Regions from separate parts of the Sus scrofa genome. Here region 2 is linked to region 1. The links are chromatin contacts, called in public HiChIP or PLAC-seq maps. All regions are on one chromosome and are shown on one strand. Each heading gives the region's core, a stretch centred on a gene start, on an enhancer-like site or on the middle of the called end of the contact. The rest is flanking DNA. Distances are from core to core; before and after follow the strand shown. Region 1 has its middle 88 kb from the start of F3. Region 2 holds the start of F3 (coagulation factor III, tissue factor).

Region 1 (7,477 bases), core at 2,488-4,987:
AGTGTGGGCTGCCGGCTCCCACTCCGGGCAGGGTGTGGGCACTGGCGTTTACAAAGCCCCCGTGTGCTGTGGATGCCCAGCCAGGTCTCAAAAGCATCCTCGGAGCAGCGTTTCCTCAACTCCGTTCCATTGTTCTGGGAGCTGCTGGGTCAAACACCTTCACCCACTGTCTTCATTACAGGAGCCCTCTCTTCTCTTTATCCGCTAAGGGTCCCCACGTGGAGGTGGGCTGAGCATGGGAAGAAATCTAACGTAGTTCCTCAGTGTATTTGACCATAGACTGTTTCTCTCTCCTGTCCCTGTCCCTCTCTCTCTCTCTTCAGGTAGAGTGTTTCTTAAAACTGGGTTCCATGTAGCACATATTTTGAGCAAAGCCGCTCTAGGAGCTCAGGAGAATGGGGTGTGATGGTCAATTTTATGGGTCACCTTGACCGCACCACATAGATAGTGGTCAAACGTTAGGCTGGGTGTTTCTCAGAAGGCGTCTCTGGATGTGGTTAACGTCTGGGTCAGTAGCCTAGGAAAGTGGATTGGCTCCCTTGTTAACGTGGGTGGGCGCTAGCCCATCAGATGAAGGCCTGGATGGCTCCTCCTCCTCCAGGTAAGAGAAAGTTCTTCCCTGCCTGACAGCGTTCACATTGGGAAAGTAGCTTTTCCCCTGCCTTTTTTTTTTTTTTTTTTTTTAACTCAAATGAATTTATCCCATCAGTAGTTGTATAATGATCATAACAATCTGATTTCACAGGATTTCCATCCCACAGCCCAGGCACATCCCCCCACCCCCCAAACTGTCTCCTCTGGAGACCATAAGTTTTTCAATGTCTGTAAGTCAGCATCTGTTCTGCAAAGAAGTTCAGACTGTCCTTTTTTCAGATTCCACATGTCAGTGAAAGCATTGGATGTTGGTGTCTCATTGTACAGCTGACTTCACTTAGCGTGATAGTTTCTAGGTCCATCCATGTTGCTAAAAATGCCGATATTTCGTTCTTTTTAATGGCTGAGTAATATTCCATTGTGTATATGTACCTTTTGACTTGAACGGAGACATCAGCTCTTCCTGGGTCTTGAGCCTTCGGACTGTAATTGCACCATCAGCTCTCCTGAGTCCTCAGACTGCTGACTCATCCTGCAGCTCGCGGGACTTGTCAGCCTCCATATCTCATATGAGTCAATTCCTTATCAATAAATTTCTTTCCATCTACCTATTGTAGGAAATCAGAGTAGCCCCCCCACCCCGCCCCTTGCCCACCAAGTATGCTCTTGGCATAGAGATTATTTCGAGCTGATTTTCTTGAGAAATAGTAGACGCAGGAGAAGCTATAAAAACAGAGCAGACATTACTCTTCTGTAAGGGAAATATGCATTTATTTTAAAAAAAATCTCTATTTGTAAGGGTGTTTCTTTCTCTGAACATGAAAGAGAAGGGTGACTGATCATTAGAGACTTAGCAATGGATACGGCTCTGGCTTAAATCTGTGTAATAAACTTCTCTTTCGTTTATCATGCTTTTCTTGGTCTCCCCCATAACTGGCCTCCCTACACCCCTCTTTCTTTGGTTTACCTGGAGATGGTATTTAAGCCTGAACTCTAAGATGATGCCTCTCTTGGAGACTCGGTCATTTTTTGCCTGGGTGTCTCCCATGTCTGTGGCAGCTACACATGCGAATAAACATCCACTTGTCTCTTGTTAATCTGTTTGGTTTTAGAGACCTCAGCTGAGAATTTTAGAAGGGTAGGAGGAAAATAATTATTTTTCCTCTCCTACTCTATCTATCCATCCACCCATCCTTCTGGTTCTGGTTCTCTTGAGAACCCTGAATAATGCTGGTGACCTCGGTCAACCTCTGTAGGAGTGGTGCCCAGGTTGGGCAGGCTGCCCCCCAGCAGGTGGCCAGAGATTGCCATGTAGCCAGGAGCCATCGTGGCAACAGGCCGCAGCCTCGGTGCAGAACACCTGCCTGGTGGGTACTTTCTTACAGGGCCAAGGCTTTCCTAGCGCCCACCCCACCCCAGGTAGGGGGGGCAAGGGTGGTGTGTGACTACCCGCTCCCCCAGGACACTGCTTCCTACTGGGAGGGAGTTACAAGGCCTGGCTCTTACCCTGTGATGTGTGGGCTCCAACGTGAGGAATCAGATTCTTGATGGAGTTCTAGAATTGACCAAAGGACCCCTCTCCTCCCCAGTCCCTTCCTGCTTGCACATGTGCGCCAGAGGGACCAAAATAGCCCCAGGTGGCAGCCATAGGACACATCACAGGTGCACAGTGCTGTTGCTCTAAAGGCTCAGATAGATCAAAAAGGAAGCAAACTGGAGCTGCCTCCCTCCCAGGAACCTCCCTGCTCTGGAGGACGATGCTTCTGACCCGGAAAGGTGGCAGCTAAAGGAAACCCTTGTTTCCTTATGGAGGAAATGTCATCTAACTCAGAAGTGACTGCAGGTCACACCATGAGGCTGCCAGTGACCACGGGCTAAACCCTGCCAGGACCCCTTTCCTGTGTGGCAGCCAGAGAGAGACAGACAGACAGACAGACCGAGACAGAGAGAGGGAGGGAGCAGGACAGGTGCTCCAGCGATGCGCTGAGCTGGGAACTGGGTGAGGAGCAGATCTCTCACTGGGACAGCCTGCAAGCCAGCTGGGAGTGGGGCGCACCCAGCTTACCGCTGAAGCCGAGATGGGGGGGTTTGAGCCTGGGAAAGTTAACTTCAGGAGAAGGAAGGAAAGAGTGTGAAAAGAATGAAAAGAGAAGAGGAAGACACCAAAGACTCTTTAAAAAATGTCCAGCCCTTGCTGTGGGCTGGGTGCCCACGCTTGCTCGCTAACCCTCACCACGGTGCCGCGGGGGGCGGGGCGGGGCGGGGTGGGGGGGACGCTGCTATCACTCCCAGAACATGCAGGACAGAAATGGGGAGCAAAGTGGCCGCCCAGCCAGGATTCTAGCTCCCACCTGCCTGCAGGGCCCAGCGCTGCGTGGGAAGGAAGAAGCCGAGCTGGAAGGGACAGAGGACAGATGCTGGGGGCGAGATATACAGAGAGCAGCTCCTGGGTGCCAGGCACAGGGCACTTCCTGGGTCACAGGCCTGGAAATGAGAAACGAGGGGATGGCATGTCAACTCCCCCAGGGTTAAAGAGGACACTTCTTTAGCATCCAGGGTGAGGGCTCCAGACAACCATTTCATGTTTTCTCTGGATTCTTCTCCCTGGAAACATGTGCCTTGTAAGCTGTTCTCTTTCTTGTTGGTGTCTGTCTTCTCTCTGTTTATTTACCTGTTCCCTTGGAGCCATGAAGAAGTGCTGTGGCCTGTGGCCTCTTCTCCTCTGAGTGGGACGAGGAGTCGGGAGCAATCGGGGCAGGAAGGGAGGGGGCCCGCAAGACCTGCGGGTGGCCAGGAGCGGGCTCGGGGCCTCGTGGGAACCCGGCCCCCCGCGGCGCCCTTCTGTCGGTGGAGCTTCCCCCGTTCACGGCAGACCCAGGTCCCCTGCAATTTCCATGGGACCACATGCTCCTCCTGAGGCCTGTGCCTTTGCCAAAGTGGGCACAGCATCCTGTGGCCGGGGGGTGGGGAGGGAGGGTTGGAGACTCGTGGGCCGGGCAGATGTCCATTTCGGACAAGAGCAGCAGTTAGAAGAGCCTGGAGCAAAGTTCAGAGTCAGGCAGGGAGTCTTCTGTTCCCGGCCAGGACCCCGTGCTGGGTGTTGCTCAACAGCCCCGCCAGCCACATGGAGCCCTGTCCCGAAACCACGTGGAAACAGAATCTCAGAAACCTCATCTTCCCTCTTCTGCCTCCGGCCACCCGCCTGGGTCTGTCCCGCTTTCTTGGGGGCAGGGAGGCTGCGGTGGTGAGGCTGACCCGCCTCCCCGTCTCCCCGAGAGCTTAGCCTCTGGGTCTGGTCTTCCAGGGGCCAGCGCGGACTGCGGGGAAACAGCCTGGAGGGAAATCAGGTGGTCGAAAATAAAAATGAATCTCCTCGACGTTCCTCTTGGGTTTCCGTTCACGGAATTACTGCAAGCAGGGCCAAGAGGTTGTCTAGTTCATAACCCTGGACCGAGCCGGGGCCGGCGGGGACTCCCTGGTGGCCGCAGTGGCGCTGAGTCACACCTTCCAACAGCAGGACAGCCACCTGCCCTCTGTGGACGTGGGTCCCTCCCGGGGAAGAGTCCTTGTGAAATGCAGAGCGGGCTGAGAGCAAACCCCTGGACCTTTGGGTCTGTGTGTTTTACCAGCGTTACTGAGACATAATTCACCACCACATAATTCACTCTGTAAGGTGTACGATGCAATGGCTTTTCATGTATTCACGGGGTTGTGCACTCACCACCACTAATTCCAAACATTTTCATCAAATCCTGCCCCCCACAGCCATCACCCTCTCTGCTCTCTCCCAACCCCTAGACCTGGGCAACCACCGATCCGCTTTCTGTCTCTGCAGACCTGTTGATTCTCAACATTTCCTATAAATGGCATCATTTAATATGTGTTTTTTCTGGCTGGCTTCTTTCCCTTTGCATAATGGGCTCTAAGGTTCATCCATGTCGTAGCATGTGTCAGTATTTCACTTGTTTTCATGATGAAAAATTCCTCGGATCCCATGTTGCTGTGGCTGTGGTGTACGCCAGCAGCTGTAGCTCCAATTCCACCCCTAGCCTGGGAACCTCCATATGCCTCGGGTGCAGCCCTAAAAAAGAAAAAAGAAAGAAAGAAAAGAAAAGTGTAGAAGAAAAGATGCCATCATGGGGATGTAGCCCTTGATAAAGCCGTTCATCGTGGACGTTTGGGTTGTTTCCACCTTTGAGTTTTTCGAATAATCTGCTATGGACATTCATGCGCAAGTTTGTGTGGACATAGGTTTTCAGTTCTCGTGGGTGTGCCCTTAGGAGTAGAATTGCTAGGTCTGGGGGTCATTCTGTTGCATCTTTGAGGACCTGCTAGACTGTTTTCCAATGCGCCATTGCAGTGAACCATTTTGCATCCTTTCCTGCAATTTATGAAGGTTTTCACTTCCTTACATCCTCAGCCACCACGGTTTATTGTCTTTTTGCTGATTATTGCCATTCTAGTGGGTATGAAATGGTATTTCACTGTGGGTTTGATGGACCTTTCCTTGATGGCTTGACCTTTGTTTTTGAGAGATTAAATCTGTTTGGAACTTTAAACCTTGCATTTTTCAACCCAGTCTCCTGCTCTTGGCTTGTTTTTGTCAGTCCCAGAGGAGTGGAAACTTTTCTCTGGACCATGGCAGCATCGGCTCCCTGACCATCCTGAAAAACTGGAGAGTCATTCTGGCATTTTTTGAGATTCCTCACCACCGACCCCGTGTCAATTGCTCTTCTTTGAATTTTCACATCCCTCTTTATAAAAGCTGGATTCTTCAACAAGTTAATAGCATGAAAAAAAAAAGGGGGGGGACATAATTCTAAATTTAAAAACACAGGAGACAGAAGAAACAAATGTAACATGGGCATTGTATTTGTATCTGGATTTAAATCCATTGACAGTAAAAAGACATCTGGGGGGCATTATGAGAAAACTGGGATGACAGCAAAGAATCGTTGCTAACTGTGAGGCATGACCATGGTACTGTGGGTAGATGAGAAAATGACCATATTTTTAGAGATATCTTACTAAAGTACGTAGGGATAAAACGACACAAGGTCTAAAATTTGCTTTAAAATACATCAGAGACTAAAACAAGAAATAGATGAAGCATGGACAACGAAATTTAGATGATGGGATATGGAAGTTCCTTTTCTTTTTATCTCTACTTTTATATATGCTTGAAATTTTTTTATAATAAGAATAACAATGGAGACATCCTAAGATCTGGATGTAAATTGTAAAATTCCATCAAACATTTGGGTCCCAGAGTGAACACTGATATCTACATTCAGTTGACATCTTATTAGGTTTGGTACTTGAAAAGTAAGGGATTTGAATATATCTTACACAGTATATTTTCACTTAAAATCTACAAGATTAGCCAATGTTTTTATATTGGGCTAAGGCTCTTTTCCCCTTAAATATGGAGCCTTTTGATTGGCATTTGCATGGTTTATCTTATGCAGACTCCAGCCAAAGTGTCTCCTCTACAGTTTTTGCTTCTGGCTTCTTCAAAGCGGAACAAGGAGATACAGACACTACAGAGCAATCTGAATGCTGAATCTTTCTATGTATTGATTTTTTCTTTTTTACCAACATCAGCATTTATTCCACCCAGCCCAGAATTGACTGCAAGTATCTTTGGGAATCTGGCTTTGTTTATGCCTCAGAAGCTAAATGTAACCAACAGCTGTTTACTCTTGTATTTAATTGATTTGTGTAGTATTTAAGTAAATTGCCTCACTACAACCACAAGGACTGCTACTATAACCAGCCTGACAGACAAGCACAGCTGATTCTTGCAAGCCTGGAGCTCAGCTGGTGGGGGGGAGTGCATGGTCCAGCCTTGAGTGTGGGTCCCCAGCGTATTTTGCAGGAAGGTGGAAGGCGTGACCCGTATAGTGGACTTGGAGAGGGGGGGTTAAAAAAGTGTCTTCTCTATTTGGAAAAATGTGAATTAACGGGCGGCATTTTTCATCTTACCTCAAATTCTTTGAGTGGTGGGTTCCTGGCCAACAAGTCTGGGAACAAGTGTGGGTGATGGTGCAAACCACTGTTCGTTCTGCACACGGGCACGTAGTCCGGATGGAGGCGGCCCCGTGGGGCAAGGGAGCTGAACCAGGAGGTGAGGAGCGTGGGCTTTTCCAGCAAGCAGAGTTGGCTGTTCCCCTTTTCTCTCCAGAGATGAAATGTATTCAACTGGTTCCCACAACTTAGGCTGAGAACAGGGGCCAGTGACAAAAACCCAAGCCTGTGGACTCAGTCCAGCCTCCTCTGCAAAATTCAGCTCGTCCCGGGTGAGGCTGAGGGTCTGTTTCTCACCGCCAGGTGGCTTGGCGGCCGTGCCCTTGTAGATCATGCTGGGCTCCTTTGGGAGCAAGAGAAAGAGAAGCTGAATCGCACAGCATCGGAATTGGAAGGCGCTCGCTCCAGCCATCCCATTCTACAGATGAGCTTAAATTCTCCATGGAGGGCGCCACTTGTCACCAATGTCACCACTTACCCCGTGCTGACCATCTTCAGCTAATAGCGACAAGCTCAGTATACATTCAGAGGAGCTGGACTGCCGGGTGGGACTAGAGGGGCACAGGGGACCGCTCAGGTGCTCGGAGGCGACTGCAGCACAGGAGCCACTCATTGCTAAGTGAGAGAAGATCTCCAGGGACCAGGCAGCCCAAAGCCTTTGCTTTGTAATCGGGGTACGACACCCAAGCCCTGAGCAGGTAGTGACAGGATGAGCCGAAGAATGAACTCCGAGAAGCAAATACATTTTAAAATCCTGGAAATGCATCCATTGACGTCGCTATGACCTGGGCATACGGAGAGCCCTGTGTTGCCTGGGTTAGTTTTATCTCAGGCATCTCTCTCGCCAGGATCTGGC
Region 2 (7,477 bases), core at 2,087-4,586, 88 kb after region 1:
ATTATACCCTGCCAGATGTTTTTTAGGTTCTGCTAAGTCACATTTTTCTCCTAGAACTCTGTGTTCCCACTCCAATTTCCTCTGGCCTTTTTTCATATTTTGCCTTTTACCTGAATTTTGAGTAAAATGGTTTTCTTGCTCTCTTTACTATGTCATATGAACATAACATTTTTATATGAATTTGAATTGCTCTCAATCTCATATTCTATCATACAGCTGACTTTATCCCTTTCCTGGATAGATTTTGTGCAATTTATCCTGAAAAGTTATTCAGCCTTTTTATGCAAGGAAAGCTATTAACAGCTCATGAGATGACTGAAAATCTTCTGAATCACTTTACTATCAAGTCTTTCAGGAAAACGCTAACAAGTTCCCAAGCTCCCGCATTTGTTTTTTCTCTTCAGCCACATTTCCTGATGAGATTGCGGGGCTGTAGCAAGAAGGATCGCTAATCATGAAACGTCTGGAGCTTACGCTCAAGCGATGCCTCGCAATAAATGCTGGATTTGAATTTTCTTCCCGGTTGAGCCTTATGGAACATTCACTGCCAGCCACTAGACAGAGACATTTCAATGACAAGTTTCGTCTCTTGAATGCCAATGAAAATATCTGGCTGCATGATGGTTTTAAAAAGTATTCATTGATTCAAAATGTATTAAAAGCCCATCAGGTGCTTGTAATTGTGTGAGAAGTGTTTTTTAAAAAAGCAGAAAACCCAGTCCTTCCTCCTTTAAGGAGTTCGAGTGGGAAAGACAGAAAACGACACGCAGGTGAAATCAAGTAGTCAATGAGAGCAGGTCTGTGCGATCGGGGTGGGGGGGGGTTACTATAAATCACAGAGGAAGCCCCGAAGCAGGGCCCCCGTCCCTTTCAGGCTCCTCGTCAACCACATTTCATCACTGGTTATGCAAACGCAAGGCGACCTCCTCTGCACGTCTCCGTGCACGCGTGTTTGAAGGAGAAAACATGAGGATATTTCTGCCGGAGAACAAACTGCAAATATTTTCTACCGCAGCTGCCGAGCATGATGGAGCACCTGCGGATGAACACGTTAATCCGGTGAGCCTGGGCTGCGGCGTCAGTCTTACTGCCTCGCATAGGGAGAGAAAGCACCCTCTTGGAAGGACAGCTCTGGGGCAAAAAATGACATCTGCATCATGAGATCCCACTGGGGCCAGCTGAGGGCAGGAGCCTCTGTGAAGGCATGGCCGCCAGGTCCCCCCAAGTCCTCTGATATTTCATAAGATCTCATGAAAAGCGGATTGGTCAGAGAAGCTTGATCAGCGCTACAGCTTAGGAACTTCGGCAACTTCGCAATGTCTCCGAGATGCATCATAACAGGAGGGAGCTCTGGTAACTGCTGAGCTTTACTGAAAGGGGTCGAAAAATTGTTTTAACAATCCATTTGTTTTCTGGGCAAAAAAAAAAAAAAAAAATCAACGGTGAAATTTTAGGAATATACTTAAGTTGTGCCAATTATCACTTGAAATCAGCTGGCTACAGTCTGCTCAAGCAGAAAAAAACCTTACCGTGTTATTTACCACAGCTGGTTTTCTTCCTCTTCTTTTTGAAAATGGTAACATGTTTTAGCATTTTTCAAATCTTGAAGAATGTCATTCTATATTTACTCCAGCCTATGCCACCACCCAACAAACTCCTGTCTTCCCTGCCTGGTAACTTTAGTGAATACGCAAAATGAATGTTTGTGTACTTTAGCAACACCTTTTTGTCACAATATAATGTTAAATGTTAAATGTATTTGTATCAAGTTGGTGATTCTGACATTGCTTAAAGCCCTTAATAATTTCAGGTCAGTGGCTGCAGATGGAAAAATGTAGTCCGCAGACAGAGCAACACTTCCTTGGGTCTTGCAAGGCACTTGATCCAGGTGTAACATTTTCTCCCAGCTATCTTCAACTCCTGATTACAATCACCACCCAGACAGGGCTGAGATCTGTTAAGGAAAATGACTCGGGCCAGAGACTGCAAAAAAAGAGGATTGCATGGCGTAGTTTTGCAAATATAAACTTTGTGGGGTTTAGAATCGGAAGAGGGCTCAAAGAGGAAACCAGCAAGCACAGCTTTCAGCTTCCAGGAAAGAAAGACTCCCAGAGCTAAACCTGGATGTGCTATTTCAGTTCAAGCAAAGGGGGGAAATTAAATTTCAAAAAGTATTATTTCTTTTAAAATGAGTGTAATGCTATGGCTCAGGAGGCTATATGGAAACATGCAGAGAGCAGGCACTAAAATGCAAGGCTCATTTCCCAAGGGGAAAAAATAGGAGACTCCACTCCTCCCTAAAAACTCCCCAGTCTGCCTTGGAGACAACTACAGAGTAAAGAATAATGGGAAGGACTTTGACAAAACCAGGTACTACGCTATTCAGTAAAACAAAAGAGCTTTATTCTTTTATTCTCCCGACAACTTTACAGCAAAGCCCAGAAGAGGAAGCCAGAAAATTCCGAAGAACCAACGCTGAAGTCTGATTTTATTTTTTAATTTCATTTTTGGTTTCTTTATATTTGAGCGGAACTAACTCAACCCCCCAAAACGTCTTCAACGTGAGAACAATCCTTTCTGAAACCACAGGGCGGCAGATGTCACGCTGGGATTCTCCCAGAGGCACACTGCCAGATCTGGGGGCAGCTCTTCTTCGATCACTAACCCAAGATGGGCTGGGCCGGGCCTGGGTTGGGTGACCTTGGAACCTGTAAAACACCTGCAGAGACCTACGCTAAGGGCCCCGGGAGGTAGGCAGCCCGGGTATTGTCGCCTTCGGGGTAGAAGATGAACCCGCAGCTGGGAGAAGGCTCTGCTTCTCTGCACGCTCTTACTTGGCTGTCGATTCCAAGGCTGAGCCCCACGTAGGCAAAGCGCCGGGAACTGTTCCGCGTTGCCCGAACCCAGCCCGGAGCGGGTACTTTCTTACTAAAGTCGGTAAGTGCTGCGCCCCCGCCCGCCCAGACACCGCACCGCCAAACCGAAGCGGGGACGGCTTCCCTCCACCTCGAGGACTCTTTTCCACCGCCCCCTTCTTCCCCACAGACCTGCCGCCCACCCAGGCCTGGGTGCCCCGGGGGCTGGACGGCTGGGGGCCCGGTTCCGCTCAGCACCTGGAGCCGCCGAAGGGAACCAGCGCTCGGCGGCGGGTTGAATCACGGGTGAATCAGCCCTTGCAGGCTCTTGGAGTTTCCTACGGGAGGGGGCGGGACCAGGGCGGGGCCTCGCCGGGGCCCGCCCACCGGGCGTCGGGAGCCGGGCTGGGGGCGGGGCGGCGGGAGGAGCGGCGGGGGCGTGCGCGCGGCTCTTTAAAGCGCGCGGGGCCCGGGCTCCCGCAGACGCAGGGCTCACCGCGCCCCTCCCGCTCCAACCGGAGACCCCAGGCGCCGCCAGCCCACCACCCCAGCCTCCCGGGCGCCGTGGAATCCTCCCGACCTCGCGGCCAACTCTTGGACATGGCGACCCCCACCGGACCCCCGGTGTCCTGTCCCAAGGCCGCCGTTGCTCGCGCGCTCCTGCTTGGCTGGGTCCTCGTCCAGGTGGCTGGAGCCACAGGTGAGTGGCACCCGCCCCTTGAAGCCCTGGGGCGCTCTACTGGGAGGAGGGGGAACAGTCCTGCCTGGCAGTGGCTCACTCCGCTGCCCCAGGACCCCCGAGGACCCGCTGGCACTTCTGCTAGTGGGTTTGAGGCTCTCGCTTTAAGTTTAGGGAAGGAGCTTCCCAGGGAGCCGCCGCCGTGAAGGTTGTGGGCCGTGGGGTCCGCACCTGCAGTGTTTCAGTATTATCCTTCATTACCTATGCACTGCCCGTACTAAAAAGCGGCCCTCGGGCTTGTTCGTCTGTATTACATGGGGTTCGAGGCAATCCTGTTGCAAAATGTCGCTTGGATTGGAGCAGGCACCACATCATGCATGCCCTCTAAGCCTGGTCTGGGGGGGGCAGGGGCTGGGGCGCAGGGCAGAGACTGACCCGCTGAGAACTGGCCAAGCAGGCCTTAGTAATAAAGCATCCTAACCGATTTCATGGGACAGGCATAGCAACTCTGCCTGGGTGTCCGTGGAAGTTTCAGTATGGACACATTTTAGATAAAAGTGAAAAAAGTCAAGCTTTGGCTTCTTTAGTGTATGCATTCTTAATTTCCCTCACACACATGGGCTTTGCCTGTTACCATAATTTACCGAAAACCTAATGAGTTCATCCTGGAGACCTGCCCTTCCCTGTCGCCCTTCCCTAGCTGGGCCATGGGCAGCCTGGGCCAATGAGGACTGCTGGGCTGTGCTTCCAGGTCACTGTCACAGGGCATTTTCCCTGTGAATAATTTCAAACAAGGATTTCAAGATCCTTGTGTGTTTCCTGAGATTACCAGGTCATTCTTGCTGAGGGGAAATTCTGGGTTTCGGAAAAAAATGCAGATTTGTCTCACGGTAATTCAGTTAAAGCTTTTGTGGTTGGGAAATAATTAAGGAGGTTTGTGATGTCGGGTGTAGGACGATGTTTTCTGCTATCGACCCAAAATCGTGTGCTGAGACATTCATGTAAACTGAATAGCTGTTTCTCTGTTGTTTAAAGGCACTACAGATGTAATTGTAGCATATAACTTAACTTGGAAGTCAACTAATTTCAAGACCATTTTGGAGTGGGAACCCAAACCCATTAATTATGTCTACACTGTTCAGATAAGGTAAGCTAGGTACCAAAAAAAAAAAAAAAAACCCAAAAAAAACTGTTTCCACTTTGCTGTGCTCAATATGGTTGTCTTTAAAGCTGATTAATGGATGATTTAGCCATGATGATGAAGGCATTCATGGAAATTTGCTGTCCAGAGCCATACTCTGTCAAGCCTGTGACATTTCCAGACCTTAAACTCATAGAACTTTGTCAGTTTCTGGAGATTGTGGGGCACTTCCTAAGCAGCACGTAAGCTGTGGAGAATGAACCTTCTTGAGCAGGTCCCAGTGGCACCGATAGATGTGGCTCTGGATCGCTGGGAACTCATCTCCTCTAAGCCCACCCGTCTTTTTCTCTGCTGTCTAGACTGCGAGCCGGATCTAACATGTTGGAGAAGAGACAGGGAGGAATTCGGATGTATACATTGCCCTCAAGCAGTGTTTGATTCATTAATTTTCGGACTCGTGATTCAAAATTGGGTTGCATACATGATCTTGGAGGCGGTCAAAGTCGTGACTCAGTAACCTGGGGAGGAAAACGCCCCTGTCTGCCCCCTGCGCCAGGGCTGCTCTGCTCATCCGGCCGCCTCCCTGATGGGCAGCTGGCCCCAAGAGCTCCTCATTCAGCATATTCACCCCAGGGTGCTCTTGTCTTTCCTTGATGGGTGGCACCATATTCTTGGCAAGTTTTGGGTGTCTGAAATGTTCTGAGGCTTGGTAGCGATCTTATTAAGTAGAGGGGAACAGGTGTGGAAGTTATTTTGACCCTACTTGTAGAAAAGCACAGAAGTATCTCTTCCTAAAATGAAAGGTGCTTTGCTGTTTGTTTAGCTTGTGCCAAACCTTTTGCAGCATTCTGAATGCAGCCAAGTATCGAGTGGGTCTTTTAGGCAGATATTCTTTTTTTTTTTTTTTTTTTTCCAAAATCAACTTGATGACAACTGTTGCCAAGTCAACAGGGAAGGGAATTTGTGCGCGTGCGTGTGTGCGTGCATATATAGATATACAGATTTAAAGGAATTTCATAACTGGAGGTAATAATTACAGTGACGGTCAGACTTGTCGACTCAGATTCCACTGGTTGAGAGTCAGGAATTTCGCTCAGAGAGAGCTGAGGTTGACCTTGGTAGACACTTTCCTGCTGGGTGGTGAAAACAAGATTTTAGGAGGAATGCTTATCTCCTAAATAGATTCAGTCTTAAATATGTTTCCTCATGTTTGCTGAACTTAGGATTGGCCAGGTTTTTGTTTTTTGTTTTTTTGCCATTTCTCGGGCTGCTCCCACAGCAAATGGAGGTTCCCAGGCTAGGGGTCAAATCGGAGCTACAGCTGCTGGCGTACACCAGAGCCACAGCAATGCAGGATCCAAGCTGCATCTGTGACCTATACCACAGCTCACGGCAACGCTGGATCCTTAACCCACTGAGCAAGGTCAGGGATCAAACCTGCAGCCTCCTGGTTCCTAGTCGGATTCGTTTACCACTGTGCCACGACGGGAACTCCCATGGATTGGCCAGGTTTTTAAACATAAGCCTTTGTTAACATGAAGTTCTTGGGCTTTGCGTGGCTGCTGGTACTTAAGTGGATGTGGCCCCCGATGTGCCTGGGGGTGCCCTTAGACATGGGTGGGGGTGTTCCAGCCGAGCCATCTTCCCACGTGCCAGAGGACCTGGGAGCAGCCTCCCAGGGACCCCGCCCTCTCCCAAGACCTCCCCACGGGTGATGTGGGGTTCCCGGGCGAAAGGACCCTAGCAGTCATTTTATAGAAGAGGAAACTGGCCCCGGTGAGGTGAGAGACTGGTTCCTGACGGTCCCCATGGTGCGTGCCCATCCGGGTCTGGAACCAAGGTCTACCCAGCCCTGAGGCCACGGCCTCCTCCATGGGTCTGCCCGTCTGATGAGCAGCCCCAAAGTCAGATGGGGAAAGCAAGCCGTTCCCACTGGGAGCGACTTTCCCCTCCTGGTGTCCTGCCCTGAAGAAAGCACCTTGACCTGCTGCTCCTCACCCATCAGCCTGTCCCCAAACCCAGGGTGCCGCTGCTGTGCCTGTAGCCCTTCTTGGAGCCCCAGCTGCGTTTTTCCCTTTTGGAAGCTCTTTTCAGTGGTGTTGCAAGTGTTTCTGGCTCAGGCTTAGCACCGAACCATGCCCTGCAGTACTGACCCCGTGGAATGTTCTATATTCTAAAATTGAACTTCTAAAGTTTTTAGAAAACAGCCTGCTCCTCAGTTGCTGAGTCCAGATTCTGTTGGGATTTTTTAGTAGTTAAGGCAGAACTTCTATTATTTCTAAATCGGGAGATTTTGCAATAATACCCAGAAGAACCTCCGGAGGCGCGTTTGAAGTGTCCAGTGCTGCTAACAGCATTCAGAGGAACTTCCTGCAGAATTGCCCCTTCCCAACCTGTCCACAGCGCATTATGGCTTTAATTTGCTTGTGTTCAATTGTGCCAGGGGGCTGTGGTTCCTCCTGGGAGCTGGGAGGAACCAAATGCTATCTCTCGGGTGGAATGTAGCCAGAGCGCCCAGCCCAGCCGTGTTTCTCCTGTTATCTAAACGACTGGTTGGCTATGGATGGAGAAGAATCCTCATGTTCGCCTTCACTTTTTAAAATAGAAATGATGTGACTTTTTACAGTGCATTTCAGCCATTCTGGAATGAATACTGGATCTCTACTTTTATCACAGAAAACTCGAGAAATCTAAGAGTGTCTGAACTGATGTTTCTGCATCCATCTTAGTTTATGGATTTAAGGACCAAGAGTGGGTTACCCACACCCTCTTAGCCCAGTTAGTCAGTTCAGACTTTTAAGA

Evidence for each region. HiChIP or PLAC-seq counts read pairs in DNA pulled down with a chosen protein or histone mark.
Region 2: an H3K27ac HiChIP or PLAC-seq map of skeletal muscle shows a contact between it and region 1. The contact joins the promoter of F3 here to the enhancer-like site in region 1. A contact is called at or near these places in 1 of 5 promoter capture datasets (liver), 4 of 47 Hi-C or Micro-C datasets (alveolar macrophages, fetal skeletal muscle, fibroblasts and 1 more) and 2 of 2 datasets of contacts at active chromatin or transcription factors (alveolar macrophages and skeletal muscle).

Annotation. Positions count from the first base shown.
Region 1 is chr4:122,735,769-122,743,245 of Sscrofa11.1, forward strand. No RefSeq gene overlaps it. Among named protein-coding and RNA genes, the nearest start is that of F3, 88 kb to the right of the region's middle. Within about 2 kb of position 3,738, at least 10 of the 83 cell types and tissues checked have an H3K27ac peak or open chromatin away from gene starts, as enhancers often do. A contact at or near this core is called in alveolar macrophages, retroperitoneal adipose tissue and skeletal muscle, where this site is marked.
Region 2 is chr4:122,823,682-122,831,158 of Sscrofa11.1, forward strand. F3 (coagulation factor III, tissue factor) reads left to right here and starts at 3,337. Exons shown (of 8, transcript NM_213785.1): 1 at 3,337-3,555; 2 at 4,570-4,681. The coding sequence starts at 3,456.